Regions from separate parts of the Nomascus leucogenys genome. Here region 1 is linked to region 2. The links are chromatin contacts, called in public Hi-C maps. All regions are on one chromosome and are shown on one strand. The core of a region is the stretch at or near the end of the contact, and the rest is flanking DNA. Distances in the headings are between cores, read along the strand shown.

Region 1 (3,699 bases), core at 357-2,856, 150 kb after region 2:
AATCCCCTGACTTTCTTGGCTGATTGTTCCATCATCTCTTACACCTGTCTCTGTCCTTTTCCTCATTCTTTAATGCAGCTGCAGCTCATTCCACTGGACTCAAGGTGGTGTCATTGTCGCTATGTTCCTTCATTGTTCAGTCTGCATTCTCCAGTTTGTGACAGGGGCTCTCTCCCTCTCCACACAGTTAATGACCTTGGTGGAAAGAAGCAGTTCTGGTTCTTTTAGAGACATGGTCCACACTTTCCCAAAGAAAGTCTGGCTCAACAAGACCTGAGTAAATGGGCCGGGCGCAGTGGCTCACGCCTGTAATCCCAGCACTTTGGGAGGCTGAGGTGGGCGGATCACGAGGTCAACAGATCAAGACCATCTTGGCTAACGGTGAAACCCCGTCTCTACTAAAAATACAAAAAATTAGCCGGGCGTGGTGGCGGGCGCCCGTAGTCCCAGCCACTCGGGAGGCTGAGGCAGGAGAATGGCGTGAACTCGGGAGGCGGAGCTTGCAGTGAGCAGAGATCGCGCCACTGCACTCCAGCATGGGCGACTGAGCGGCACTCGGTCTCAAAAAAAAAAAAAAAAAAAAAAGACCTAAGTAAAGTTCCAGAGCACGTAGCAGGCTCCCAGCCCTCCAGACCTGAGGGAGCAGAGGGAGAACACACAGAAAAGGCCACTGCATCCAGGACTGGTCCAGCCTCAGCCCTTCTACCCCAGTCCCTTGTGGCACTCATGGGGAAAGAGCAGGATCTCTTTGGTCGACCTCACTTGTGGGCTTTCCTACTGAACCCTCTCCCACTTCTTGTTCTAGAAACTTCTGCCTCCTGCAGAGGATGTACTGGGCTCAGGCCCACTTTGTCCCTTACTCCTGGGCCCCAGTGTGACCAGCTTCAGCTGGAAGGGGGTTCTTTGGGGGAAGGGGAAGCCTTGACAGGTGGCATCTGTCCCCTACAACTCCCTCTTCCAGCCCCCCCCCCATTTTTTCACCCGATGCCTCCCTCCCTGCTCGGGGCTTTCTTTAGCTTGGGGTCCTAGCCAAGCTCCTGGAGCCTCTGCCCATGCAGCCTGCAGGCTCCTGGAAGGCAGGACCCATCCCTCTTGGGTCTCCCAAAGCCTATAGGTGGGTAAGTCAGGTTGTGCAGGGGAGGGACCCAGGGGAGGAGGTTCATGCATTCACTGTCAGTAATGAGTGCTTGTGTCCCTGTGCTGCCCACCCCCTATCCTGCCTACGTGCCTGTCGTGGGGCACGATCCAGCACTGGCCGTGGCTTTCCAAAGCCTGGCGCTGCTGTAGCCACCAGTGGGGAACTGCTCCACCTCGGCTAGCCCAGAACCGGGCCTTGGAGGTCCGGAAGAAGCAAGGAGGGCCATGAGAAGGCAAGAGGGCTTGGGCCGAGCCGCCCCCGCCTGGAGACTGCTGGCGGGCGCCAAGGCGCAGGCTGTCGGGGGCGCGGGAGCCCTCGCAGTGGGGCGCAGCCCACTAGCCCCCACCACCCAGCGGCGGCGAGATTCAACTCCCGGCGCCTGCACGTCCGCCCCGGCTCTGAGCTGGCGCCAGGCGGCTGGATCCGTGACTGCAGTTGGCGGGAGGCCGGACGGCGCGTCCCCCGGGGCTCCCAGGCAGCCAGAGCTGTCGGCCAGGCCAGGAGGGCTGTGGCAGTCGGGCGGGCGGCGGGAGGCTGGGGGCCCGCGGCAGAGGCAGCGCTGCGTGGGCTGTGGTCAGCAGGGGCTCCGCAGAGGGGCCGCGTCTCCTGTGCTAATTGGCCCTTTCCCAGCCGCCTGGGCCGATAATTGCTGCTTCGCGGGTGGAAGGTGGGGGCGTGGCGGGGGAGAAGCTGGGGCGCTGCTTCCGGAGCCTGGAGCCAGGCTCAGGACCAGGTGGGCGGCCCGGCTCGGCCCGGCCGGCAGGGGGCGCGTGTGTGCGCTGTGCCTGCGTGAGCTTAGCGCCCGCACTCTTTCGTACCCGCGATGGCGCCGGCGGGTGGATGAAACCCGGCGGTGGGGAGGGCGGCTGGGGGCAAGACTCAGAAGTGTCCTTGGGCTTTCACCAAGATCCAGTCTGTTCTGCGCACCGATCCACGCAGGATGGGGCCTGGCAGCAGCTTCAGGAGAGACTCCAGGTGGCCGTGGGAGGACCTGAGTGGGGACAGGAAGACAAGGTGGGACGATGGGGCAGTAGTAGGTAGCCCTCCCGTCTCCGTCATCCAGCAATGCAACCCGGGGAGGAGCTGACGAGAAGAGGGACACCTTCCTGGGTGTATGGGGAGGGTGTGGAGCTGGGGCTGTGGGAGGCAGGGGCCAACCCAGCATTCAGACTGCCCACTGGGGTTCTCCCAGGCTTGGATTCCTATGGAGGGTCCTAGGGTTTCCTCAGAGCTCTTTATGATTGTCACATCTGCTACAGCCAGCCTGGACCCGACTAAGCCCTGGCTCCTGCTCACCTGCACTTCCTCCAGTTGGGGGAGGAGGGCCCTGGGCAGGTGGCCGTTAGAGGCAGCTGCTCTCCCCACAGACCCGTGTGAGAGAGCATGAGGAGGGGCGTTCAAGAAAAATCATTCATGATCCTTGTTAAAGCTCAGTAAAGCAGACTTTATTCAGGAGCATCGAAATAGGCATAGGGGCCGAGCCGTTAGCTTGTGCCTGTAATTCCAGCACTTCTGGAGGCCAAGGCGGTAGAGAGGGTCTCACTCTGTCACCCAGGCTGGAGTGCAGTGGTGTGATGATCATAGCTCACTGAAGCCTCGGCCTTCTGGGCTCAGGCGATTCTCCCACCTCAGCCTCTTGAGTAGCTGGGACTACAGGCATGTGCCACCATACCTGGCTATTTTTTTTTTTTTTTTTTTTTTGAGATGGAGTCTCACTCTGTCGCCCAGGCTGGAGTGCAGTGGTGCAATCTTGGCTCACTGCAAGCTCCGCCTCCCGGGTTCACACCATTCTCCTGCCTCAGCCTCTCCGAGTAGCTGGGACTACAGGCGCCCGCCACCACGCCCGGCTAATTTTTTGTATTTTTTAGTAGAGACGGGGTTTCACCGTGGTCTCGATCTCCTGACCTCGTGATCTGCCCGCCTCAGCCCTCCAAAGTGCTGGGATTACAAGCGTGAGCCACCGCGCCCGGCCTAATTTTTTTAATTAATATTTTTTTGTAGGGATGGAGTATTGCAGTGTTGCCCAGGTTGGTCTCAAACTCCTGGGCTCAAGCAGTCTTCTTGCCTCAGCCTCCCAAAGTGCTGGGATTACAGGCATGAGCCACCGTGTCAGGCCCAAAAATTAAAAAAAAATTAGCCAAGGCTGGTGGTGGCTATCTGTGGTCCCAGCTATTTGGGAGGCTGACGTGAGAGGATTGCTTGAGCCCAGGAGTTTGAGGCTGCAGTGAGCTGTGATCGCACCACTGCACTTCAGCCTGGGCAACAGAGGAGACCCTGTTTCCAAAAAGAAAGAAAAAAGAAAAGAAATAGGCATAGGGACTGCCACAGTGGGGTTTTGCAGTCAGGCAACTGGGGAGAGAGATTGGGCTCAACTCTGAATACAGCATGGACAAGTGAGAATTTATAGCCAAGGAGCAAGGTGGGGTCAGTGGATGGAAAAATTACTAAGAGGAAATATCAGAGATAAAGGGGGGAATTCTGGCTAAGCCCATCCAATAGGATTCTTGCTGCAGGCAGGCCAGGGTGACCAGACATCACCTTGGGGATAATAGAGGCTAAAG
Region 2 (3,428 bases), core at 920-3,419:
GATCCACCCGCCTCGGCCTACCAAAGTGCTGGGATTACAGGCATGAGCCACCGCGCCCGGCCAGCAATTATTTTTTAATATGGGAGAGTCAACCTGAATATCTATCTAGCCCACGACTCCACGGAGAAGGTGAGTGGGCGGTGGGGAGGGGAGTGTGGAGGACCAGGCTCACCTGATTTTTGTGTCGTGCCACACGGCGCTGCAGGTAGCAGCGGCGGCCCAGGCCCTGCAGACCCTGGCGGCGGCAGCACGGTCTCTCAGGGGCAGGTGGCGGAAGATGAGTGCCAGCACCTCCTCTGGCAGTCCCTCTCCAGGCTCGGCCATGGCCCAGATCCGGCAGGGGTGGGAGGATCCGCCACTCCCAATAGCTCCGGCCTGGAAAGAGAGGGACGTCTCTGAGCTCAGGAAGGCGCAAAGTGTTGCAGGAAGACCGAGCTTAGGTGTACAAATGCTTGTGGCCTGAGGAACTGAGGGCCTCTCAGACAGCGTGGGGCACCAGATAACCCCGAAACTTGTTCACAAAGCAGATTTCACCGCCTCACCTACTAAATCAGGCTCTCTGGAAAGGGTAAGGCCCAGGAATCTGCATTTCAACAAGCCTCCGTGACTCCACAGGTTCCACGTTGAGAACTCCCCTCCCACTTTTTTTTTTTTTTTTTTTGAGACAGGGTCTCGCTCTTTACCCAGGCTGGAGTGCAGTGGCGCAATCACAACTCACTGCACCCTCAGTATCCCGGGCTCAAGCAATCCTCCCACCTCAGCCTCCCGAGTAGCTCGGACTACAGGGGCACGCCACCACGCCTGGCTAATTTTTGTAATTTTATTGCAGAGACGAGGTCTCGCTTTGTTGCCCAGACTGACCTCGAACTCCTAGGCTCAAGCGATCGGCCCGCCTGGGCCTCCCAAAGTGCTGGGATTACGGGCATGAGCCACTGCGCCCGGCCTGAGAAACCCCATCTTAATCCCGCCGGTTAGTAGAAAGTGACTACAGGGTTAATAAGGCGGGAGCGTTAATGTAGGCTTTTCTTTGTCAGGGACCATGAGCCAATCAGGAAGTGCGGTGTGGGCGGGGCAAAGCTGGATCCGCCCCTGGAGGGGAGGCTCCTTCCCCGCCTCCACCTCGCGGGGGAGATGTCCCGGGTGCTCCCTAAGACAGTCCCACTGGATGAAAAAAAAACTTGGGTCTCTGGGACCTGATGGTTCTGGCGCCTGAGGGGCTCAAGATTCAAGTTCCGACCCCTGAGCAGCCCTGGCTCCCACTGGGCAATTTGGGTTCGGCTGAAACTCCGCAGACCCACCCTGGAGCGCAGCCTTTAGAGGGGGATGGGTTATTGGAAAGTGTGCGTCCTCTCTGAAGTTGCCAATCTTGTTTGTTTGTTTGTTTTTGTTTTGTTTTGAGACGGAATCTAGCTGTGTCGCCCAGGCTGGAGTGCATTGGCGAGATCTCGGCTCACTGCAACCTCCGCCTCGCGGGTTCAAGCGATTCTCCTGCCTCAGCCTCCCGAGTAGCTGGTACTACAGGCGCGCGCCACCTCGCCCGGCTAATTTTTGTATTTTTAGTAGAGACGGGGTTTCACCATATTGGCCAGGCTGCTCTTGAACTCCTGACCTCAGGTGATCCACCTGCCTCGGCCTCCCAAAGTGCTGGGATTACAGGCGTGAGCCACCGTGCCCGGCCGCCAATCTTGTTTTAAGGTTCTTGAAGTTTGCGTACACAAGGCTTCACACTACTCGCCAGTTAATGTTCCCATATCTTCCGAGCTAACAGTTTCTCCCGGAATTTGTGCCACGTGTTTCCTGGGGCTTCAGATATGTTCGGCCAGGCTTGTACCTGGGACCCATGGGCACCCTGTTTTGAGTGCCCACTGGTAGCAGCGATCTTGAAGCCGGATCCCCAGGGGTACTAGAAAATTCTGGTCTCCAGGGGGCGCCCCCTTGATCTACCGAAGTCTGGCAGCTCTAGCTCTTAGGAGCCCTCCGCCTCGTAAGAATCGCAAACCCCCAAAGTCCCGGTCTTCCTGCCGTCTAACCTTGGGCGCTGGTGTCTTACCTGCTCAACGGACCAGATGGGCTTTGCCCGGGGCAGAGGACTGGCAGCAGAGGACAGCGGGCGGGAAGCAGCCACGGGGAGCCCACGGGGCGGGACGCGCGGGCGGACGGGGCGGCTCAGGCTAGGGCACCGCCCCAGCGCCTCCGCGCACACCCGGAAGCGGCGCGAGTAGAGCGGAGCCTGGAGGGCGTGGGAACCCAGGCCCCGCCGAGGCGGCCAGGTTAGTGCAGCAGGTGGGTGGGTGGGCTCCCCGGTGCGGGCGGGAGAGGAGGTGGATCTTGGCTCCGAAACGTGGGCGCGGCGCAGATGTCACCGGCGGCTGCTCCAGCCAGCTGGTGGCGGCGGCCTATTGAGCTGTTCCCGTGGGAGGCGGGGGGCGGTACGGAATTTGGCCCCCCGCAGGCTCCTCGTCCCTGCCAGCACTTTCGAGGGGCAGTAGGGCCCTGCAGGAGAGAGGGCGGGGGAGGAGGGGCTGGTTCTGAATACTTCCTTGAGCGGAGACCCCTCTGCCCACCCCAACCGATCGCACGTGCGAAACTCCAGCTTGAGGGTGGGCTAGTGGGAGCCTGGGAAGCTCCCCTCAAGCGCTCGGGAGCTGCGTAGCTGAGTAGGGGGTGTGCCCGGCGGGTCGCAAGGAGTCACAGGCTTTCAGTTCTGGGCCACGCCCATAGACTGTCTCTGTCCACCCAGCCAGAGGTGGGGCTGCCCCCGGGACTGTTAGCTGTTCAGGGGGCACCGTGCGTGGCTCGTCCCTGGAAACAGGCGCAGACGTTGTTAGGTTGGTACCCAAGCGCCCCACAGTCTCCGGCCACCAAACTTTCTCAGGACCCAGCCTGGAAGCCTCAGCCCCGCCCAAAAAGGGACGACTCCGGGTGGGTGGGGCGCGGGGCTTCCCAAGGAGGGGCTTCTGTGAAAGAACACGTAAGAATAGCTGACAATCGGCGGATGCGAAACTAGGGCCCTGGCCTCTTTACCCTGTTAACTCGACCTCCAGCCTGGCTCACCTTCCCCATCTGTCTGGTACTAGTGAGGGTGAGAAAGCATCCCCAGTCTCCAGGTTCCCAGTACTCCCCACCTCCCCCTCCCCGACCACCACGGACCTGATGGGCAGACACTGGTCCCGTTCGGTCCCCACTTCCACCCCTTGGGGTGGGACCACAACCAAGTCAAGCACTCCCAAGTCAAGGGGCTAGGAAGACATGAAAGAGGGAACGTTTCCAGGGGAAGTTCCCACTCTCTCCTACTCCCCAGGCCACTTTCGAAGGACTCCCCCCTTATCTCATCTCAGTGGCTGGCTCCCTATCATGGACCCACTTGTCACCTGCAGTTTCCTGTTTTTTTCTTGTTTTGCTTTTAAAGAAAACAAATTTATTTTGCT

The links. A called contact is a pair of places that touch in the nucleus more often than the background predicts.
Region 1: a Hi-C map of a lymphoblastoid cell line shows a contact between it and region 2, with 2.3 times the contacts expected there. The contact joins the enhancer-like site here to the promoter of FBXL8 in region 2. A contact is called at or near these places in 2 of 4 Hi-C or Micro-C datasets (both in a lymphoblastoid cell line).

What each region holds. Positions count from the first base shown.
Region 1 is chr2:53,216,960-53,220,658 of Asia_NLE_v1, forward strand. No RefSeq gene overlaps it. Among named protein-coding and RNA genes, the nearest start is that of CBFB, 18 kb to the left of the region's middle. Within about 2 kb of position 1,607, the one cell type or tissue checked has an H3K27ac peak away from gene starts, as active enhancers do. A contact at or near this core is called in a lymphoblastoid cell line, where this site is marked.
Region 2 is chr2:53,065,538-53,068,965 of Asia_NLE_v1, forward strand. It overlaps FBXL8 (F-box/LRR-repeat protein 8), which reads right to left and starts at 2,170. Exons shown (of 5, transcript XR_004026297.1): 1 at 2,051-2,170; 2 at 173-375. The region is part of intron 1 of TRADD (tumor necrosis factor receptor type 1-associated DEATH domain protein); the gene reads left to right.